Linked DNA regions of Sus scrofa: regions 1 and 2 are each linked to region 3. The links are chromatin contacts, called in public HiChIP or PLAC-seq maps. All regions are on one chromosome and are shown on one strand. The core of a region is the stretch at or near the end of the contact, and the rest is flanking DNA. Distances in the headings are between cores, read along the strand shown. Region 1 holds the start of AARS2 (alanine--tRNA ligase, mitochondrial). Region 2 holds the start of CDC5L (cell division cycle 5-like protein). Region 3 holds the start of TMEM63B (CSC1-like protein 2).

Evidence for each region. HiChIP or PLAC-seq counts read pairs in DNA pulled down with a chosen protein or histone mark.
Region 1: an H3K27ac HiChIP or PLAC-seq map of alveolar macrophages shows a contact between it and region 3. The contact joins the promoter of AARS2 here to the promoter of TMEM63B in region 3. A contact is called at or near these places in 1 of 5 promoter capture datasets (fetal liver), 1 of 47 Hi-C or Micro-C datasets (embryonic fibroblasts) and 1 of 2 datasets of contacts at active chromatin or transcription factors (alveolar macrophages).
Region 2: an H3K27ac HiChIP or PLAC-seq map of alveolar macrophages shows a contact between it and region 3. The contact joins the promoter of CDC5L here to the promoter of TMEM63B in region 3. A contact is called at or near these places in 1 of 47 Hi-C or Micro-C datasets (liver) and 1 of 2 datasets of contacts at active chromatin or transcription factors (alveolar macrophages).

What each region holds. Positions count from the first base shown.
Region 1 is chr7:39,312,863-39,315,562 of Sscrofa11.1, reverse strand. AARS2 (alanine--tRNA ligase, mitochondrial) reads left to right here and starts at 1,267. Exons shown (of 22, transcript XM_001929593.5): 1 at 1,267-2,105. The coding sequence starts at 1,785.
Region 2 is chr7:39,383,028-39,385,727 of Sscrofa11.1, reverse strand. CDC5L (cell division cycle 5-like protein) reads right to left here and starts at 1,331. Exons shown (of 16, transcript XM_001929597.6): 1 at 994-1,331. The coding sequence starts at 1,038.
Region 3 is chr7:39,136,403-39,139,102 of Sscrofa11.1, reverse strand. It overlaps TMEM63B (CSC1-like protein 2), which reads right to left and starts at 1,419. Exons shown (of 24, transcript XM_005666056.3): 1 at 1,145-1,419. It overlaps MRPL14 (39S ribosomal protein L14, mitochondrial), which reads left to right and starts at 767. Exons shown (of 3, transcript XM_001929561.5): 1 at 767-889.

The DNA of each region.
Region 1 (2,700 bases), core at 18-2,517, 180 kb before region 3:
CCTTGGATGGCACTGACTTCAGCTCTGCTACCCCTATTGGGCTTGTTTTTTTGTTTGGGGGGTATTTTGGATCTTATTTTATTTTATTTTATTTTATTTATTTATTTATTTTTGTCTTTCTGTCTTTTCTAGGGCCGCTCCCGAGGCATATGGAGGTTCCCAGGCTAGGGGTCTAATGGGAGCCGAGCCGAAGCCACCAGCCTACACCAGAGACACAGCAACACAGGATGCAAGCCGCGTCTGCAACCTACACCACAGCTCACGGCAAGGCCGGATCCTTTACCCACTGAGCAAGGCCAAGGATCGAACCCGCAACCTCATGGTTCCTAGTCGGATTCATTAACCACTGAGCCATGACAGGAACTCCGGGGGTTTTTTTGGTCTTTTTAGGGCCACACCCACAGCATGAGGAAGATTCCAGGCTAGGGGTCGAATCAGAGCTACAACTGCTGCATCTGTGACCTACACAACAGCTCACAGCAATGCCAGATCCTTAACCCACTAAGCAAGGCCAGGGATCGAATCTTCGTCCTCCTGGATACAGTCAGGTTCATTACCGCTGAGCCACGACAGGAACTGCCCCCTTTTGGGCTTTAACGTTGGCAAATTCTCTTCTCTATCTGCTTAATTTTCCAAACGAAGAGCAGAGGATATCATGAGAAGTCCCAAGAAGACCCCAGCTCCGCCCACAAGGGCCCTTGTTGGCCTCAAGGTCACAGCAGACACCATGGAGAGAGACAGAAGGGAAGGTGGAACAGGTATCTCTTAGCTAAAGCAAAACACACAAAACTCAAGGGCATTGGGAGGCTTAGAGAGAGAGAAATCTCAGCAGCTATCAGCCAACGGCTTCCTCTAGACCTGACAACCAGGATTCTCTCTAATCCCCAAGCAAATTAAAAGACCAAATGTTATTAAGCAATTAATAATGGAACAGATGCTGCTTGGCTTCTGTGTCTCATCAGCTCGACTCCTGCTCCAAAGGACCTGCTTCAGTCCCTACGAACAAAATGGCCATTTCCAATGCCAAGGGCAAAGGAAATTGCCCACACAGTGCCTGACACATAGTAGGTATTCAATAAATATTTGTCGAATGACTCTTTCTTTTTTTTTTGCTTTTTAGGGCCACACTTGCAGCTTATGGAGGTCCGAATCGAATCAGAGCTGTAGCTATTGGCCTACACCACAGCCACAGCAAGTCGGGATCTGAGCCTCGTCTGTGACCTACACCACAGCTCACAGCAACGCTGGATCCTTAACCCACTGAGCGAGGCCAGGGATCGAACCTGAAACATCATGGTTACTAGTCTGATTCGTTTCCACCGAGACACAAGGAAATTCCGAATGACTTGAATGAATGCTGATATCACCTCCCTTGGACATCTCTGCCTCTCACCTCACCCGGGGAAACACATACACATACACACACACACACACACACACACACACACACACCACACAGAGCTGAATTCATGCTTGTTCACTGCAACTCCATTTGTAATCTTGCAAAATTAATAAACACAATTACTGCTACAATATAGATTTCTGAAGGGCAGGGATTCTGGTCAATTTTGTTACAATGTACCTTCAGCATCTAAAACAATACCTAGCACACAGTAGGCTCTTAATGAATATTTGCTGAATGCCAAATGAATTAAGGGGCTACTATGTGCCAGGCCGCTTGGGCTACTTGAACTCCTGCAGAAGAAGCCTCCTTCCCTATATTACCTCCACCGGGAGGCGGAGGCTGCCTTGAGTCCTCCTGTCGCCAGGGGCCGCTGTAGAAAATGCCTGGCCTCCTTCTCACGCCACCTTCTATCCCGGCGGTGCCCTTTGACTCCGTGAAGTCGCTGCCCCGAGTTAAGATGGCGGCGTCGGTGGCAGCTGCAGCTGGGCGAATTCGGCGGGCCATTCGAAGGTCGCCTCCATGGCAGGGCCTCTGCTTTCGGGCGCTCTCATCCGAGGCCCCTCCAACCCAGGCCGCGGCCGTGCGAGACGCCTTCCTGAGCTTCTTTCGAGACCGCCATGGCCACCGCCTGGTGCCGTCCGCTTCGGTGCGGCCCCGCGGCGACCCCACTTTGCTCTTCGTCAACGCGGGCATGAACCAGGTAGGAGCTGAGCCACACTGACCGGGGCGGAGTTTGTGGGGTTCTTCGGGATTGGGCAAAGGAAGCGAAGGGCGGAGCTCTTAGCTTTGGGGGAGCTGGGGGGAAAGCCGGTTGTGCGTGGTTAGGCTAAGAGATTGGGGCGCTAATTAGGGCTTAGGGTGGCCTGGACCCGGCAGCTTTGGAGATCGAGTTTTAGGTTCAGGAACAGCGGGTGTGGAGTCCCATGGAGGCAGACTGGCGGGGGAAGTCTGGCTTTATTTACTAGTTCTTTAAAGATAACCGGTTCATTAAAATAAACGTTGAGCACATGCTATTTGTTAGTCTTTCTTCTTTAAGGCTTTTGACTTTGAACACCACTTATCGTCCCTAGACTTGCCCTGTTTCCCGCCACCAACACGTCTCCTGTTACCTTGCCTATTTTACTAGCAGAAAGTGTCTGTTTCGTGATTTATTTACCAGAGATGGGTGCCCCCACGCTCCCAAGTTGCCCCTTTGGCCAAGACTACATTGTACTCTCAGCGATGCAGTCAGCCTTCAGTCTGAACTGCCATCTCTGTCCCCACTCCCCATCTTTCCCTTCTACTGAGGGCCAAGG
Region 2 (2,700 bases), core at 82-2,581, 250 kb before region 3:
CCATCCCCATTAGGAAACTGAGGCTCTGAGAAGTTAATAAATTCACCCACATTCACATAGGAGGATGTGATGCTTGCAAAAAAACAAAGTACACCAAAACAAACGGATAAAAGAGGTGTCATGGGACCAGTGGGGGGGTGCAACTACTTTTCACAAGACGAAAAATTCCAGAAGAGTTTCTGAAATAGTTTTAGAAGGAGGGTCAGAAAGATGCCAAGCGTAGGAGGATATTCCAAGAAGGTGCAAAATGTAAAGATAAAGAGCAAGAAAAGACATGGTGTGCTCTGAAAACTGACAAATTTGGTGCCCTATAAACACAAACCGCACTAAAACCTTATTTCTATTTTACTCCCTCTCTATCATCCTTTGGTTCACGAATGGCATTATCCACTACGTTTCGGGAACCCTGTTTGTCCTATCTGGCTTCTATCCAGGCTGAAGTGGAATGACAGGAAGAGCGAGGCCATGAGATGTGTAGGGAGGGCAGACAAGTTATGCCTTGGTAACAGTCGTGGGGATGCGGGCGTAAATGGGCGCAAATAACCAGGCACTCAAACTGCTTCCCCTCTTCAAGGAAGTCAAGGAAAAAACAAAGTTGTGGCCACAGCACTTCTTCATTTCTGAATATCAGAGAGAGGCACGGTGCCTGGGCTGAGAAATGGGGGTGGCTCAGAAGATCGACTCTCGCTGTTCCTATCTCCCCGACACACCGTGGGTTCCACCAGAACGGAGGGCGCGTCCTCAATTCAACAAATGTTCACTGAGGGCCTAACCAGGGCCCCGCAAGTAATCAAGCAGGTAAATCAAGGTCCCTGTCCTTAAGGTTCTCAGATAACGCTGAGCCCTGCACCGGGTAAAGGTCCGGGGGTCGGCCCCGCACCGCCCCCCACGCAGACCCCGCAGGCATCCTCCCCGCCTCCTGGACCCCCGCGCGCGTGCGCATCAGCAGCCGGAGGGGCGGAGGGCATCCGACGGCGGGAAAAGGGGACTTACCTCGGTATTCCTCCACACACCCCCCTTGATCATAATTCGAGGCATCTTGGCGGCGGAGTGTCTCGGCAAGCAGCCGAGTGGAGATTCAGAGAAGTAGTAACGGCGCTGCGGCCACGGGACCCTAAGGCGCCACTTCCTCTAAGCGCGACCTTCTGCTTTGAAGAGATCTGCGCAGGCGCAAGGGGGTGTTGCGGGGACAGGGTAACAAATCTCGCGAGAACTCAAGTGGCTGAGAGGAAATAAGTGCCTTGCTGTTAAAGCGCTGCTCTAGAAAGACTGACAGAAAAACATCAAACAGCTCTAGCCAAAGCGGCCTATGCCCGGCGCAGGCCCAAAATAGGTGGAGGAAACCACGGCTCTCGCGAGGTGTCAGCGGGGACTGTAGTTTCGTTGGGATTGGCCGTGACGTCACCTAGTGGCAAAGAGTGGGAACGTCGCGCGTGTGGAGTTTAAGCTCGCCCGGTTTAAAAAGAGCTTTGTTAATTTATCAGTTTAGCATGTTATTAGGCATTTAACGCATGGAAATCTATCCACAGAATACACAGGAAAAACCCATTGTTTATTTAAGACCAAATTTCCTAACCTGTAAAATGGAGATAATAATAGTACAACTTCAGAGGGTTGTCCTAAGGATTGGGGGGGGGGGGCGGGGGGAGGGTTAGGACTGCGCCCGCTGCGTTTGGAAGTTCCCAGGCCAGAGATCTAATCAGAGCTATAGCTGCCGGCCTACACCACAGCCACAGCAACGCAGGATCCGAGCTGAATCTGCAACCTGTACCACAGCTCAGGGCAACACGGGATCCTTAGCCCACTGAGGGAGGCCAGGGCTTGAACCTACATGGTCATGGATACTAGTCAGATTCATTTCCACTGCGCCACAACTCCCTGTCCTAAGGATTTAAATGAGATGGTAAACCTAACCATAATATTTGATACATAACAAATGCTCACAAAAGTAGCATAAATCATAGCTGGGGCTGGGATTCAATTCCTGGCCCAGGAACTTCCATATGCTGTGGGGTGGAAAAAATATATATATATTATTACAATAAGGGCAACCCCAAGAGATCAGTGGTTGTTCCAGAAAGCTGCAGAAATGTCATGTCAGAGATTTTCATTCATTGCTATTCAGTTTATGTGGATTAATAGTAGAGCGTTACCATCCACAAACATGAGAAAGGAACTCCTGTCGTGGCTCAGCGGAAATGAATCTGACTAGTATCCACGAGGACGCAGGTTCCATCCCTGGCCTCGCTCAGTGGGTTAAGGATTCGGTGTTGCCATGAGCTGTGGTGTGGGTTGCAGACATGGCTCACATCTGGCAAGGCTGTGGCTGTGGCATAGGCTGGCAGCTACAGCTGTGATTAGACCCCTAGCCTGGGAACCTCCATATACCACGGTGCAGCCCTAAAAAAAAAAAAAAAAAAAAAAAAGATAAAAAATTAGACAAAATCAGGCTGGGTTGAAATCTTGCCTCTCTCATCAGCTTGAGTAATAAACTTGCTGAATGTCAGTATTCTTATCTGAAAAGTGGAGTTAACAATTCATACCTCATAAATTTGAGGGGCAAATTAGTTGACATACCTAAAACCCAATGAGATAGAGATTGCCAAACTGCCACTGTGTTTCCCAGCTACTCAGCGAGTGAACAGTAGAGAAAAATCTCAAAAAGTATTAATAAAATGAGAATAGTTTTACCAAAAGTAA
Region 3 (2,700 bases), core at 170-2,669:
GCACTCGCGAACCCTGCCTTTGCCGGAGCCCAAACCCCTACCCCGGGCCGACCTCGGGGGTACTCGGCCCCTGGAGCAGGAGAAAAGATAAAAGACACCGAGGGCATTGGACTTGGCGACAGTGGAATCCAAAACTCGGGGGCGGGGGCGGCAGATTCCCCACAGCGGCGGCGGGCTGATGGGGCGCAGCTGGAACCCCGGAGGGGCGCGGAGGGGACGCGCACCTGGACCGGGCAGGTGGGAGAAGAGAGGAGCTAGGGGGCCAGGGGAGAGGGGTCCCACCCCTCGGATCTCTCAAGGGGTGGGGACACAAGGCGGTGTACCTCTGGACCCCCTGTAGGGGGTGGAGGACTCATATTATTGCTTCAGGATGGTGCGGGGTTGGGGGCAGCGCCCGGCACCACTGGGTCCCGCGGGCCCGGGCACCTCTGGGTCCCGCAGGAGGCTGAAGGGAGGGGACGCGCAGCCGAGTCCGGGGTTTTTCTTTGGATGGTGGTGGGATCCTCAAAGAAAAGAGAGGGGGCCGGGGAAGGGTCGCGTACTCACCCCCAGGCGCAGACTCGGCTCCAGCTCCGAGCCCCGGGTTGGGGCGGGGCGGGGCTGGGGGAGGGGGAGGGGGAGTCGCTGGGCGGCTCGAGCTCCGGGCTCCTGCGGCGGCCGCGGCTGTGTCTGGGGGAGGGGGAGCGGGAGGAGGGAGGGGGAGGAGGAGGGGCGTGGCCACGAAGGTCCCACCCCCCACGCCAGCTCACGCAAGGCGCGCGCGCACTCTCAGATCGCCGCCCGCCCAGCTGGGTCCGATGCGCAGGCGCAGGACTACAGGCCGCGTGGGGGGGAAGGCGGCCCTGGGCCAGTGGGGCCTGCAGCGGGATATTCCAGGGCGGCGAAGGCGGTATGGAGTGGGGGGCGGGTAGGGGACGTCACGCTCCTAACTCTGCTGCTTCCCCTCTCTCTCTGCTCCCCGCAGTAGGGGAGGCGGACTCCCCTGGGTGGGTGAGGAAGGGGAGGATCTTGGGCCCTTTGGGGGCAGAGGGGCAGTGGGAGGGTCCCGACGGGGAGGGAGGCCTCTAACCCAGACCCTCCGCCCTCCCACTCCCCAAGGTCGCCCGGGCTCCCGTGGCCTCTGCGACCCCGCGCCCCCGCTTACCTACTTTCCCGAGGAAGGGGCGGGGTGCTGGCCGGCCACGCGAGGTGGCCTCGGTCGGTCACTCTGGCGCAGCTCCTCGGGTTTGTCTACTTCTCCCTTTCCTTTTCCAACCCGGGCCCTGAGATGACTTTGTGACTCGTTTGCTGGCACTTCTGTACTGTGGAGAATGAGTCCACCGCTTTCACTGTCATGCCGATGAGTGGCTCCCCCGGCCCCAGGGGGTTCCCAGGTTTCTCATTTCACCAGAGGCTGCATCTGCCAGGGATTAAGACTGGGAAGATGAGAGAGATGTGGGTGTGGGTGTGTCTGCGCGTGTGCATACTCCTGTATGTTACCCACAGGACAGATCACAAAGTCACACGGAGTACCAACTTGTTCGTTCAATTTTGGGTTCCTGGAAGGGTCTTATCCCTTCAGGCTTGAAGAGAGACAGTCTGGGACAGAAGAGAAATAGTGCTTTACACGATGGGCAGTAATTGAACTTTGCCACCCTAAGAGATTGAATGGACTGAATTGATAAAGGGTTTCACAAAAGAGCGACTTAGGCTGCTGGGGAAAAGTGGGAAGGTTGGGAGATGCTTCAGTCTGGGCTGCTGGACCGAGGAAGGGCACTGCCTACCTGGTGTGTCTGGTTCTTGTGGTTGGTCAGTGTCTTTGCTGTCTGCTGTTTTTTTTTTAAAAGAGTTCATTAGTAGCTTGTGGGATATAACTGTAAGGTTTTGATGCAGTTCAAACTGAATCCTCATTCAAACTGCATCCCGTTGGTTGATTGGAAGTCCATTTGGTGGATCGTGGCTATCATTTAAGAAATGGAGTTCCTGTCGTGGCGCAGTGGTTAACGAATCCGACTAGGAACCATGAGGTTGCGGGTTCGATCCCTGCCCTTGCTCAGTGGGTTAAGGATCCAGCATTGCCGTGAGCTGTGGTGTAGGTTGCAGACGTGGCTCGGATCCCGCATTGCTGTGACTCTGGCGTAGGCTGGTGGCTACAGCTCTGATTGGACCCCTAGCCTGGGAACCTCTATATGCCGCGGGAGCGGCCCAAGAAATGGCAAAAAGACAAAAAAAAAAAAAAAAGAAAAAAAGTGAAGAGTTCCTGTTGTGGCTCAGTAGAAACGAATCTGACTGGTATCAATGAGGACGCAATATTGATCCCTGGCCTCCCTCGTTAAGGGATTGGGCATTGTGGTGAGCTGTGGTGTAGGTCTCAGATGAGGCTTGGATCCTGTGTTGCTGTGGCTGTGGTGTAGGCTGGCAGCTGAAGCTTGAACTCCACCTCTAGCCTGGTTACCTCCATATACCTCGGGTGCACCCCTCCCCCCAAAAAAGAGACAGAAAAAGAAAAGAAGTGATGTAGAATAGAAAAAAAAAAAAGAATGAAATAGTGTTTCTGGATGCTTGCTTCCTCATATACACACACATGAGTGTGTATTATTAGGAAGTGTTGTACAGTGTGTTTCTGCGTGTCACAGAGAGGTACACAACACATCTGTTTCCTGTGTTCTCCTGTTTGCACTCTTGCCTTCCTCAGCCTGCATTTTCAGTCATTTGAAATTG